Regions from separate parts of the Mus musculus genome. Here region 2 is linked to region 1. The links are chromatin contacts, called in public HiChIP or PLAC-seq maps. All regions are on one chromosome and are shown on one strand. The core of a region is the stretch at or near the end of the contact, and the rest is flanking DNA. Distances in the headings are between cores, read along the strand shown. Region 1 overlaps Gm39191 (a long non-coding RNA gene). Region 2 overlaps Slc27a1 (solute carrier family 27 (fatty acid transporter), member 1).

Region 1 (5,936 bases), core at 1,341-3,840:
GGAGGCTGCTGCAAAGTTCTGCCCAGAGAGTTTCTTCTCACCATGAGCCCGACCTGAAGCCAGGGACCTCTGGCACTCCTTTCCTGTGCGTCTCTTGGCCTTGGCACACCTGGCTGCGTGCTCAGAAGCTTCCAGGGAGCAAGGGAGAGCCAGTCTAGCCAGATCCCGAGAAGATCAGCTAGTAGTCTAACATCCTGAGGGCAGAAAAATAGCCTTAGAATTGGGCGGTAACACCAATAGTCTAAAAATTACAGCACTGGGTGACAGAGTCAGGTGGATCACTGAGGCCAGCCTGGTCTACACAGTGAGTTCAAGGCCAGTCTGGGCTACACAGAGAAACCCTGTCTAGGAAAAAACAAAACAAAATTCAGAGCAGAAAGAAAGGGGCTTGGAAAGGGAAATTCCTAGGGTCCATGACATTGGTGGATAGATCCAGAAGGCTCAAAGGAAAGTATCCCTGAGCAAAGGTCGTGGGTCAGAATTTGAGGAGTGGGACAGATTTCAATGAGGGGCCTGGAGTTGGGTGGGGAGCATGAGGGGAGGAGCAATCCTTCGGGCCTAGAGACTCATCAGCAGGGTATGAGACTGGTTATTTATCATCCCATAAGTTTCTGCTTGCCTCAGTTTCTCCATCAGTGTGCATTCCCCAGGAAATGCCTGGGCTCTGAGCTCATTAACCCCAGCTGTGCTGTCCTGTAATGCGGTCACCCATCCCTGGCTACTCTTGGTTTGCAGGAGTGCCCACCCATGAGATATGTCACCTATTCCAGGAGACTGAAGTGCTAAGGTGGACACTGTTCAGAAGTTAGATTTCCTGTCTCCAGTGATGCCTGAAATCTGCTAAAAATATCTGTGCCCCCTGCCAGGGAGGCAGCTATGACGGTGGCTGGGCTGCAGTGATGATGCTGAGCCCAGGGAGCATCCGGCAGAGCCAGTTGCCATGGTGATGCTGACTCACAGGCAGAGGCAGGTAGTGGTATCTGGTACCCGGCTGCCCGCCTCTGCATGGCCAGCACTCAGCATCCTGCCCAGCACCCACCCCACAGCCTCTGCGGGAAACAGGGTCGCTATGGGGGCAGAGAACGTGCACAGGCTGCATCCTCCACTGTCTCTATGTCACTGACCTGTCATAGCAGGAAGATGTCAGATGTGGTTTAGCTTCTAATGACCTTGACTGGGGCCAATAGGATGCACGAACATACAACCATCTGCCTGACCTTTGATCAACCCATCCACCCACCCATCCAGCTCTCATGTCTGCTTGACCTCTCACCCACTCACCCACCCTGCTCTCATCTGTCCTGTCTAACAAGCCCTTCATTTCACATTTACAAAACATGTCCTGTGCACTAATGTACTCATAGTCATGGTGGGGGAGCTGTGCTGGGTGAACCTCATGGTCACTTGGACCCATCCCTGGTGCTGGCTAAGACCCTACCTGTTCCTCATTTTCTTGTCCCTGTCTCCCACTGTCCTCCATTCCCACACCTCAGGTTGCCACAGCCACATCAGCTGCAGCTAACACCCTTTTCCACCATCCACCTATATCAGCTGATTTCTGCCCCAGGGCCTTTGCACTTCCAATTGCGGAAAGGACCCCTTTTTTTTCCTCAGCTGGCCTCTGGGCCTCCGGATTCTTGGTTTCTTTATATTCTTCCATCCTAGGTGATGGTACCTGGCAGGCTGATGCCAAGCACCTTGGGTTACACAGTGAGTGACACTATCTGTAGACACAACAAAAGCAACAGTGCATACAGAAAGGAGATGGGTGGTGCACACCTATTAATCCCAGCACTCAGGAAGTGGAGGCAGGGCTATCTCTCTTGACTTTCAGGTCAACCTGGATGCCTGGAGCATGAGGTCCTAAACTTGATCCATAAATTCCGGGTCCCCCCTCCCCAGAACTGGGGAGGGAGAGACAGACAGATCCCTGGAGCTTACTGGAAACTATAGAGCAAAGAAAGGCTTGGTGGGGTGAGATAGCTCAGCAACTACAGAAGATTGTCAACCAAACTAAACCAGGCAACCTGAGTTTAATCCCCTGGTACCCACATGGTAGAGGGAGGGAACTCCAACATATTGTCCTCTGACCTACACACACACACACACACACACACAGAGTGTATAAACAGAGAAATTAAAACCACTTTTGAGAACCAAATGGCCGGATGGTGATATCAAACGCCTTTAATCCCAGCATTAGAGAGGCAGAGGCAGGAGGACCTCTGAATTCGAGGCCAGCCTGGTCTACAGAGTGAGTTCCAGGACAGCCAGGGCTACACTGTCTTGGAAACCCTATCTTGGAAAAATCGAAAAGAAGAAAAACCAAAGTGGACGCTTCTGGAGGAATAACCCATAGACTGCGCTGTGACTTCAACACAAAGAGGCATTAATTACACAGAAATAAGTCATATCAAAGAATAAAATTCACCCAGTAAACTCAAAACGAGATGAAACAAACCCTATGCTTGCTAAGAAGCTGGGGTCAGGAAGGACAGTTCCCTAAAATGTACTGTCTGGGGTGACTCACCCTCCCTCAGGGAGAAGCAGGTGGGGCCAGGGCACTGCTGTGACCCAATGGGACACCTGCTGAGTGGCAGCTGAGGCCAGGGCCCAGGCATGGCTTGTGTTAGCCCCGGGGCCTTTGCACATGCTGTTGTGACTGCCAGAGGAATCCATGCCTGTGCATTTGGAGAAGCCGCCTAGGCTACCTTGCTGTCCTTGTGGTCCCCCAGCTTACTCCCACCCCATCCTGCCCCTCCCCTTAGGTCTCCAGAAAGATCTGTGGCTTAGCCTGTGAGGGCAGACAGGGTCACTGGGGGTTGAAGGCAGGGGTCAGGTACATGGAGCTGCAACCCAGAGGGTAAGAGCCTGGGACTCACCCCACCCTCCTGCCTCAGCTAGGAGAGGTCTCCCAGAGCGGTCTCCAGGAGCAAAGGAGATCAGAAACGGTTCCCCTCACAGAGGGCTGCTGCGGGGCCGGGAGGGCGTGGTGGAGAATCTGCAGGACGCGGGTATTTTTAGGCGCTGAACGAAGCTCTGAAGTATGTCCATGGCCCCTCCCGACTGCAGGCTGGGTGGCTGCTTTGGAGCCTGGATCCAGTGAAGGCGGGATGGGACGGAGGGCGTGAGTCACCGCCTGGTGGCTGTGAGGCCAGGCGGGCGAGGGAGGGAGCTTGCAGAGGCTGGTGCTGCCCAAGGGAGGCTCAGCCCGTCGGTCTTCACCAACTCCCACAGCTTGTAAAAAGCAACGCCTGGACAGCATGAATGTTCCCAAAGATGCCACTCTTAGATGGGTCTATGCATTTACTGAGTACTTAATGCTTACTTTCTACTTGGCTGGTCCTGGGGTGATCACCATGCTGTGCACTTCCTTGTATACCAGGTTAGCCCTAGGAGTCTGCCACACTATATATGCCAAAATGGTCACAGTGATGACTGCCATGCCACGTATTTACTGGGTCCATGCTGTGTACAAGGCTGATGGATAGTTCATTCGCAGCACACATTTATTTAGCACCTGCTGCATACCAGGTTGATCCTAGGAGTGATGATCATTGTGTCGCACATTTGCTGGACACTAGGCCAGCAATTCACCCGCAGTGTGCACTTATTAATCACTTACTGCATACCAGACTGGCCTTTGGGTGATCAGCATATCATTTATTGAGCACGTACTGAAGTGCTGGTGCAGAGAGGAAACTGAGGCACTGTGGAAGTTGAAGTGGTCCAGGCACTTTACCTATTTAATGCTTCCAAGCCTGTCTGGCCCCACTGCTAGGCTGAAGTGCCTTGTTTTGCTGTGTAGTGCTAGGCAGGGAACCCCAGTACTCCACGTAGGCTGAGGGAGCCACACCCTTGCCCAGGGGAGGATTTTTTTTCTAAGTTTATCATTGAGAAGCCCAGCAAGCTCTGCAACAGGCGAAGGAGCTCACAGAATGAATTAAAGTTCTTAACATGAAAATGCAGGGAGGCTCTGAGAACTAGGCCTTATCACAGAATCAAAATGGTAAACTCAACAATTGTTCTCTCATGTCAGTATAGTTAATGCAACCCTGTCACCTGACCTGTGTCAGTGTTTCCTTAGGGCAATTATATTGCTAAAATTATTAGCACAACTGGCTCCTTAACTTGGAGTCTTTAAAACCATAGGGGGCCTTGGGGGTCCACAAGCCCCACACAATTGTGTGTGAATATATATATTATATATATAATTTATTGAATATATTATATATATTCAAGTGGGTTCAAGAACTCAGGAGGTTGTCAAATTCCTTGGTGATTAAAAACCCCTTAGGGCAGGGGCTTCTCAGCCTTCCTGCCAGCTAAATGGTAACAGTGGAGTTGACTGGAACATCAAGAATGAATGCAGCTACAAATCAATAATCAAGAAAAGCTGTGCCAGGAGGACGGCTTGGGACCTTCAAAACCAAGCTTGCTGGTTCTATTCTGGCAGGTGGTCTCCTGCAGAAACTGTAAAATCAACTTTTCTTTGATCTAAAGATTGCATTAAATGTCTATTTTGAAAAAAAAAAAATTCTTAACAAGAGCCAGGACCTTACACTCCTGTTTCTGGCCAGTGCTTGGCTCCTTGTTGGCTCTTGATAAAGCTGAGGGCAAAGGTTACTGGCCACATCAAGTTCTATGTTACCCATGCGCATGCAGTGCTGTGTCTTGAGACAGGGTCTCACTGTGTATACCAGGCTAGCTTGGCTCTGCCTCCAGTGCTGGGATAAAAAGGGTATGCCACTCAAGATGCGACATTAGGGGCTGGTGAGATGGCTCAGTGGTTAAGAGCACTGACTGCTCTTCCAGAGGTCCTGAGTTCAACTCCCAACAACTACATGGTGGCTCACAACCATCTGTAATGGGATCCGATGCCCTCTTCTGGGGTGTCTGAAGAGAGTGACAGTGTACTCAGACATGGCAACATTAAAGTGTGCAGCAACCACTCTCTGTTCCTGGGCAGTGAACAGGATGCCTCCTGTAGCCACAAAGCTGAGCAAGCCTGGAGCACGGGCAGGACGGACCCTGGGGTCAGGTCTCCACGAGTCGTGGAGGAAAGGTAGCTGAGGAGGAGCCGCTGCTTAGCCATCAGCAGGTGTGAACCATGCACTTCTGGCTCCCATCCTCTGGCACACTGACAGGCCCTAGTGAGGCTGTGCTTGCTCTTCCTCCTGAGTCTCCTCCTCCCTGGCTGAGTCCCATCACCTCATCTGTTTACCAGGGTGCACTCCTCCAGTTCATGTGTGCCTGTCCACAAGGCCTTTGTATCTGCCTGGAACACTAACTAGGTGGCTGGCCCTGCAACACACCCTCAACTTACAGTACTCAGGGTCAACCCCAGGGCTTGGTGCATACTAGTCAGTGCTCTATGCCTCTCCCTGGCACCTGAGGGTCAGAGGACAATTTGTAATCCCTTCTCCAAGTCCACCATATGGGTCCTCGAGGTCAAACTCAGCTTGTCCTGAAAGTCGCCTGACCCCTCCCCTGGCTGCTTCTTCAGCTGGTCTCCTCCCTGGTCCTTTCTTTCTGAATGGTGGATTTGGTCTCTCTGTGGTAGGCTTCCCCTAGGGGAAGGGCAGGGCTGTAGGGTGAGGGCTCTGCTGTTGGCTAGGTGCCAGTCCTCCCACATTTGGACAACTATTGTAAGATGTCCTGGTGACCACAAGGTGAGTGGCCAGGAACCCCAGTGTCCCTTACACTGTATGTTACTAAGCGCCTGCGAGGAGTCAGGAGGGGTAACCGGGACCTAACTATTGTGGGAAGACACCCATCATGAAAGGTGGCCCCTCTGCAGTCCCTGAACCTGGGTGAGTCACCTTGCAGGGCGAGCCACCCACAGGACAGCAGCTTAGATCAGGTGATGGGTGTGGACAGCAGCCCTGAGGGCCTGGCTCAGAAGGATCTGGAAGGCAGCCTTCAGGAACTAGGTC
Region 2 (5,936 bases), core at 733-3,232, 900 kb before region 1:
GCTTGGTAAGTCAGGGGAACAGAAAGCAGTCTGGCATGGAAGCAAGCTTAAGGTAAGGTCTGGGTGGAACAGGAGAGTGACATAAGGTGGAGCCAAAACGGGAGGGGCATGGTCAGAGCAGGAGGGCACGCCCTGAAGGCAGGTACTGAGTCTCCTTGGGATCAGCCATACAGAAAGAGACCCTCCATGAGGGCATAGCCAGAGGAGGGGCGTGTTCCTGATCCAGTCTGAGCGCAAGGGCTGCTGTACCCTTGGTGAGGTAGGAGGAGCCCAAGAGCGCGTGGGGCCTACCGTGCAATTGTACTTGACACAGTCATCCCAGAAGCGGCTGGCGGAGAACTTCTTGCGCAGTACCACCGTCAACCCGTAGATGACGCACTGCCCCACACCCATGATGTTCCCTAGAGAGAGGGCAGCGGTGAGGGTCGCTGAGGGATTCCATCCACTCCCCTGAGGGCCCACATACCTGCAGAGTGGTAGAGTGGCAGGCAGTCATAGAGCACATCGGCGGCACGCATGCTGTAGGAATGGTGGCCAAAGGCAGCAATGCGGTAGTACCTGCAGGGAGAGCTAAGTCACTGGCAGAGATCTAGCGGTGGCACATCTGGGTAAGAGTCTTCTGGTCTGGAGAGGACTTGAGCCCTCTGGGAAGGCTGCCTGAGGGTGCAGCAAATGGAAAGGTTCCAAGGCGTAAAAGAGCGTGGTTAGCTGGGGGCCAGAGAGGACTAAGTATGACTCACTAGAGGCAAAGCAGAATGGTCACGGGATTTAGGATGTAAAACCCTCAAAGATGCTAGCCAATGCGGGGCACGGCGGGAGGGTCGGGGGTGGAAAAGGAGCTAGGTGGCGCTCTGCCAGAAGGGGAGGAGGAGAAAAAGACCATGGGGAACATGGGGCACAGGGGGACAGGTTCCAGCAATGGCAGGCCATGGGGAAGGGAGGGCCCTGCTTACCTGCTGTGCACCACAATGGCAGCCTTAGGAAGCCCGGTGGTCCCAGAAGTATAGATGTAAAACAGCCGATCTGCACAAAAAGCAAGGGTCAGGCACCAGGAGAGCAGAGAACACGGGGGATAGATGTCAGGGACCCCTCCACTTACCATCCATGCCCTTGCCTGGGGCTTGTGCCAGGGGTGTGGTGGGCGCCTCAGCAAGCATGGGGTCCAGGAGCTGCGTGTCAGGCAGGATGCTCTCAGGCCCCAGATCTCCAGAGCAGAACTTGAGGAGGCTCTTCCCCAGCTGCTCGCTCACCTCCGCCACCGCTGTGGTGACAGAGGCTCAGGGTCACAGTCATGAAGCACCCCTGGCCAGCATCTCCCTATCCCTGAGGTCCCTAGGTCCCCACCCTCCTGGTATCCACCAGGCCTCACCCGCTGCCATCTCCCCGCCATAAATGAGGGCCTTGGCAGCTGATGTGCCCAGGCAGAAGGCCAGGGGCTCCCGCCTCAGGTTGACATTGAGAAGAGCAGCCACCACACCGGCCTTGGCCAGGCCCAGCCACAGTCCCACGAACTCCGGCCGGCCCTCCAGGAACACAGCCACCACATCGCCTGGTGCAAAGCCCAGCTGGCGGAACAGGTTGGCTACAGCATTGGAGTAGGTGTCCAGCTGTGCGAAGGTCCAGCATATACCACTACTGGCGTCCACCAGTGCCAGGCGCTCTGGTTGTCGCCGGGCCACAGCCTGGAAGATGCACGGGATCGTGTCTCCTGCTCGCCGGTGTCGTCGCAGCTCTAGCCGAACACGAATCAGAACAGAGAGGCCACTGCAGAGACAGAGTCAGGGCCACTGTCCAGAGCTGCCTGTAACCTCGGGAGCCCCAGGACAGCAGAGGTCCAGTAAGGGGTCCTTTAATGGCTGATATCTTAAGGCAAGGAGCATTAATCAACCAGACAGGAAGCTATGAATCCCCAACACCAGCCTGTCTACCACATGAGGATTAGTCACCAAGTAGTTGTCCCTAAATGGCCTGGTGCCCTGAATTTCAATTGTCAGATTCTTTTTTGTGCTCTGTGATGTTGTATACATGCTTAGCAGGCAATCTACTACCACACCCCCAACCTCTCACTGGGGAATTCTACTCAGGGGCTCCACCCCTGGGCCAGACCCCCAGCCCCTCACTTGAGGATTCTAGGCAGGAGAGTCACCACCTCAGCTCCTCTATGGAGGATTCTAGGCAGGGACTCCACCCCTGAGCCACCAGCCTGCTTCTTACTTTTGAGTCAGGGTCTCCCTAACTGGCCTCTAACCTAGAGCTTGCACTCCTCCTGCCTCATCATCTGGAACATTGACAGGCGTGGTTATCAGGAAGGTCTCAAAACTCATCCTTGTTCCTCATCTCTTGTCCTTTGAGTACTGTACCCCATCTTCAGAGGACACTGGGAATGGTGACCAAACCTGCCAGTGCCTTGGCCTCCCACTTGATAGCTCCTTGCTAGCCCAGGCTAGCCTTGAACTCACAGCAACCCTGTCTCAGGCTACAGAACCCCAGCAGTTTCCTTTCTTCCTTCGTCCAGTCCTCCCTCACCCACCTCAGGCTGCCCAACTGCACTCTGCTCTGAAGACCGATCACAGCCCTCTGGGAGAGCACCACACAGTGCTGAGCACTGGGCAAAATTAGAGGTGATGGGAGGGGTGACAACAGTCAAGAACTCTTGACAGTGGGGACTGTGGGAGAGGTGGGTGGCTTCCACTCAGCTGGCGCAAAGGTCCTAGGGTATGTGCCATTACACTTAGTTTATGTGGCTAGAGATGGAGCCAGGACACATAGGAGACTAATCTACCAACTGAGCCCCAGATTCTATTGTATTACCCCAAATAGCTAATATCTCCTGTGTGCCTGGGTGAAACTTAGGACAAAAAATGCCTTGTGCCATCCCCATCCCAGCTGTGTCCCATTGCTGCATACTACAGCACACCCAGAACCATCTGCCCCAGTTCCTTTGCACAGGCTCAGCAGTCAGACTCTCCCTCAGCGTCTGTTCAGCTGCTCCATGCTCAGAGAACACCCCACGAGCCCTGGAAGTGCTACCCCTGCCTTGGCATCTCTCCCCTGGCACTCACAACCTTCTAAGCCATGGCCTGCCGCTGACTCAACTTCCTATCCTGTCCTGTTTCCTGGAGGGAAAGAGCAGGAGATGGGGGCCACCCAGCGCCTGTCATCTAACCATCCAGGAAGCTGAGGCAATGGGAGTAGAAGCATGAGACTAGAAGCTGCTCTGCAACAGCACTCAATCAAAACAAAACAGGGCTGGAGAGATGGCTCAGCAGGTAAGAGCACTGGCTTCTCTTTGAGAGAACTTGTGTTTAATTCCCAGCAACCACATGGCAGTTCCCAAACACATGTAGCTGCGGTTCCTCTTGCAAAACCGTCCTCTGCCTTCTGCAGGCACTAGGCATGCACATGGTACACACATACATGCAGGCAAACCTTCTATGCACATGAAAACTAAAATAAAAAACTAAAACATTAAGTAAAAAATTTTTTAAGTTTATTTATGTGAGTATACTGTAGCTATATAAACAGCTGTGAGCCTTCATGTGGTTGTTGGGAATTGAATACAGGACCTCTGCTTGCTCCAGTCGGCCCCGATCACTCTGGTCAACTCCGCTCACTCAGTCTCTGCTCCCTCCAACCATGGCTCAGTGGATAAGAGCACTGACTGCTGAAGGTCCTGAGTTCAAATCCCAGTAACCATATGGTGGCTCACAACCAACCATAATTAGATCTGACGCCCTCTTCAGGTCCATCCGAAATCAGCTACAGTGTACTTATTTATAATAGTAAAATCTTTGGGCCTGAGTGAGCACAGTTGACCAGAGCGAGTGGGGCCGACCAGAGCAAGCAGAGGTCCTAAATTCAATTCCCAACAACCACATGAAGGCTCATAACTGTCCATACAACTACAGTGTACTCACATACATAAAATACATAACATAAATAAATCTTTTTTTTCTTTTTTTTTTTTCTTTTTTCTTTTTTTTGGTTTTTCAAGACAGGGTTTCTCTGTATAGCCCTGGCTGTCCTGGAACTCACTTTGTAGACCAGGCTGGCCTTGAACTCAGAAATCCACCTGCCTCTACCTCCCCAGTGCTGGGATTAAAGGCGTGCGCCACCACGCCCGGCTATCTTTTTTTTTTTTTTTTTAAGATTCTTTAGATTTATTTATTTCATGTATGGACGCCCTATCTGCATGTACACCTGCATGCCAGAAGAGGTCATCAGATCACAATATAGATAATTAAGAGCTACCATGTGGTTACTGGGGATTGAACTCTGGTCCTTTGGATGAGTAGAAAGTGCTCTTAACTTTTATTTGGGGTGGGGAGTGTGGGGGTTGTTCGAGACAGGTTTTCTCTGTGTAGCCCTGGCTGTCCTGGAACTTACTCTGTAGACCAGGTTGGCCTGGAATTCAGAAATCCGCCTGCCTCTGCCTCTCGAGTGCTGTGATTAAAGGCGTGCGCCACCACTGCCCAGCACTCTCTTAACTTCTAAGCCATCTCTCCAGCCTATAAAAATAAATTTAAAACTAAAAGGATTCAGACAGTGGTGGCACACGTCTTTAACCCCAGCACTGGGAGGCAGAGGCAGGGGGATTTCTGAATTCCAGGCCAACCTGGTCTACAGAGTGAGTTCCAGGACAGCCAGGGCAACACCTGTCTCAAAAAACAAAACAAAAACAACAACAAAAAAAAACAAAAACAAAAAAAAAAAAAACTAAAAATGAATTAAAAAAAAAAAAAAAGGGGGCAAAGAAGCCAGAAAAGCATTTTAGAAGATTGCCTGAGGCCCAAGGCTGGCCCTCCTGGTGCAGTGCCTACCACAAATAATCCTAGAGGGAAGGGAGACTCCAGTGCCTGGGTGGCAGGTCAGCCAGGAAACCTGCTGCCCTCAAAAACAGCTGCCCCAGGGTTTGGAGGATTATCAAAGGTAAAGATCGGCACAAGGGTTCTGCTGAGGACTTTGAGGTGGTAGGTACACTAGGAGAGGGACTTGGGCCCTGAAACTGATAAATGTCGTCAGTAAGGTAGCTAGTTATCATTAAAGCAGAAAATCATGAGTTCAAAGCCAGCCTGGGCTACATATACAGCAATTGTGAGGCTAACCCAGGCTACAGGAGACAGGGTCTCCTTAAAAATCTTGCCTCAAAAAATATTAGTACAATGTTTAAAAGGCTTTATATCTAGGAAAAAATTCAGACATTATCTTACTGTGAGGCTAGCTATCCTAGAACTTGCTACATAGACCAGGCTGCCTCAAAAAAAAAAAAAAAAAAAATTGGCCTGTCTCTGCCTCCTGAGTGATGGGATTAAAGGTATACAGATTGTCCTCATACTTCCACAAGTGCACATGAGCTCACAGGGAGCACACACCCAAGGGCACCTGTGCTCACACAGGAGCACACACACAAGGGCACCTGTGCTCACAGGAGCACACACACAAGGGCACCTGTGCTCACAGGAGCACACACACAAGGGCACCTGTGCTTACATGAGAGCACACACACAAGGGCACCTGTGCTCACAGGAGCACACACACAAGGGCACCTGTGCTCACATGAGAGCACACACACAAGGGCACCTGTGCTCACACAGGAGCACACACACAAGGGCACCTATGCTCACATGAGAGCACACACACAAGGGCACCTGTGCTCACATGAGAGCACACACACAAGGGCACCTGTGCTCACATGAGAGCACACACACAAGGGCACCTGTGCTCACAGGAGCACACACACAAGGGCACCTGTGCTCACAGGAGCACACACACAAGGGCACCTGTGCTCACAGGAGCACACACACAAGGGCACCTGTGCTCACATGAGAGCACACACACAAGGGCGCCTGTGCTCACATGAGAGCACACAGAGTAAGTGAGGAGTGTAAAGCAGCCAGTGCTTTCACTGCTCTGACTCAGCATGTTACAATGTCACA

Evidence for each region. HiChIP or PLAC-seq counts read pairs in DNA pulled down with a chosen protein or histone mark.
Region 2: a contact with region 1 is called in an H3K4me3 HiChIP or PLAC-seq map of bone marrow-derived macrophages, with 3 times the contacts expected there. The contact joins two enhancer-like sites. A contact is called at or near these places in 2 of 39 promoter capture datasets (hematopoietic stem and progenitor cells and hippocampal neurons), 1 of 484 Hi-C or Micro-C datasets (B cells), 4 of 115 datasets of contacts at active chromatin or transcription factors (bone marrow-derived macrophages, embryonic limb bud, pancreatic cancer cells and 1 more) and 1 of 9 other capture datasets (adipose tissue).

Annotation. Positions count from the first base shown.
Region 1 is chr8:70,679,530-70,685,465 of GRCm38.p6, reverse strand. Gm39191 (a long non-coding RNA gene) reads left to right here. Exons shown (of 2, transcript XR_870499.2): 2 at 1-2,157. Among named protein-coding and RNA genes, the nearest start is that of Lsm4, 9.3 kb to the right of the region's middle. Within about 2 kb of position 2,590, at least 105 of the 459 cell types and tissues checked have an H3K27ac peak or open chromatin away from gene starts, as enhancers often do. A contact at or near this core is called in bone marrow-derived macrophages and pancreatic cancer cells, where this site is marked.
Region 2 is chr8:71,575,232-71,581,167 of GRCm38.p6, reverse strand. Slc27a1 (solute carrier family 27 (fatty acid transporter), member 1) reads right to left here. Exons shown (of 12, transcript NM_001357182.1): 2 at 1,370-1,764; 3 at 1,100-1,261; 4 at 954-1,023; 5 at 467-558; 6 at 292-401. Among named protein-coding and RNA genes, the nearest start is that of Slc27a1, 7.6 kb to the right of the region's middle. Within about 2 kb of position 1,982, at least 85 of the 459 cell types and tissues checked have an H3K27ac peak or open chromatin away from gene starts, as enhancers often do. A contact at or near this core is called in bone marrow-derived macrophages and pancreatic cancer cells, where this site is marked.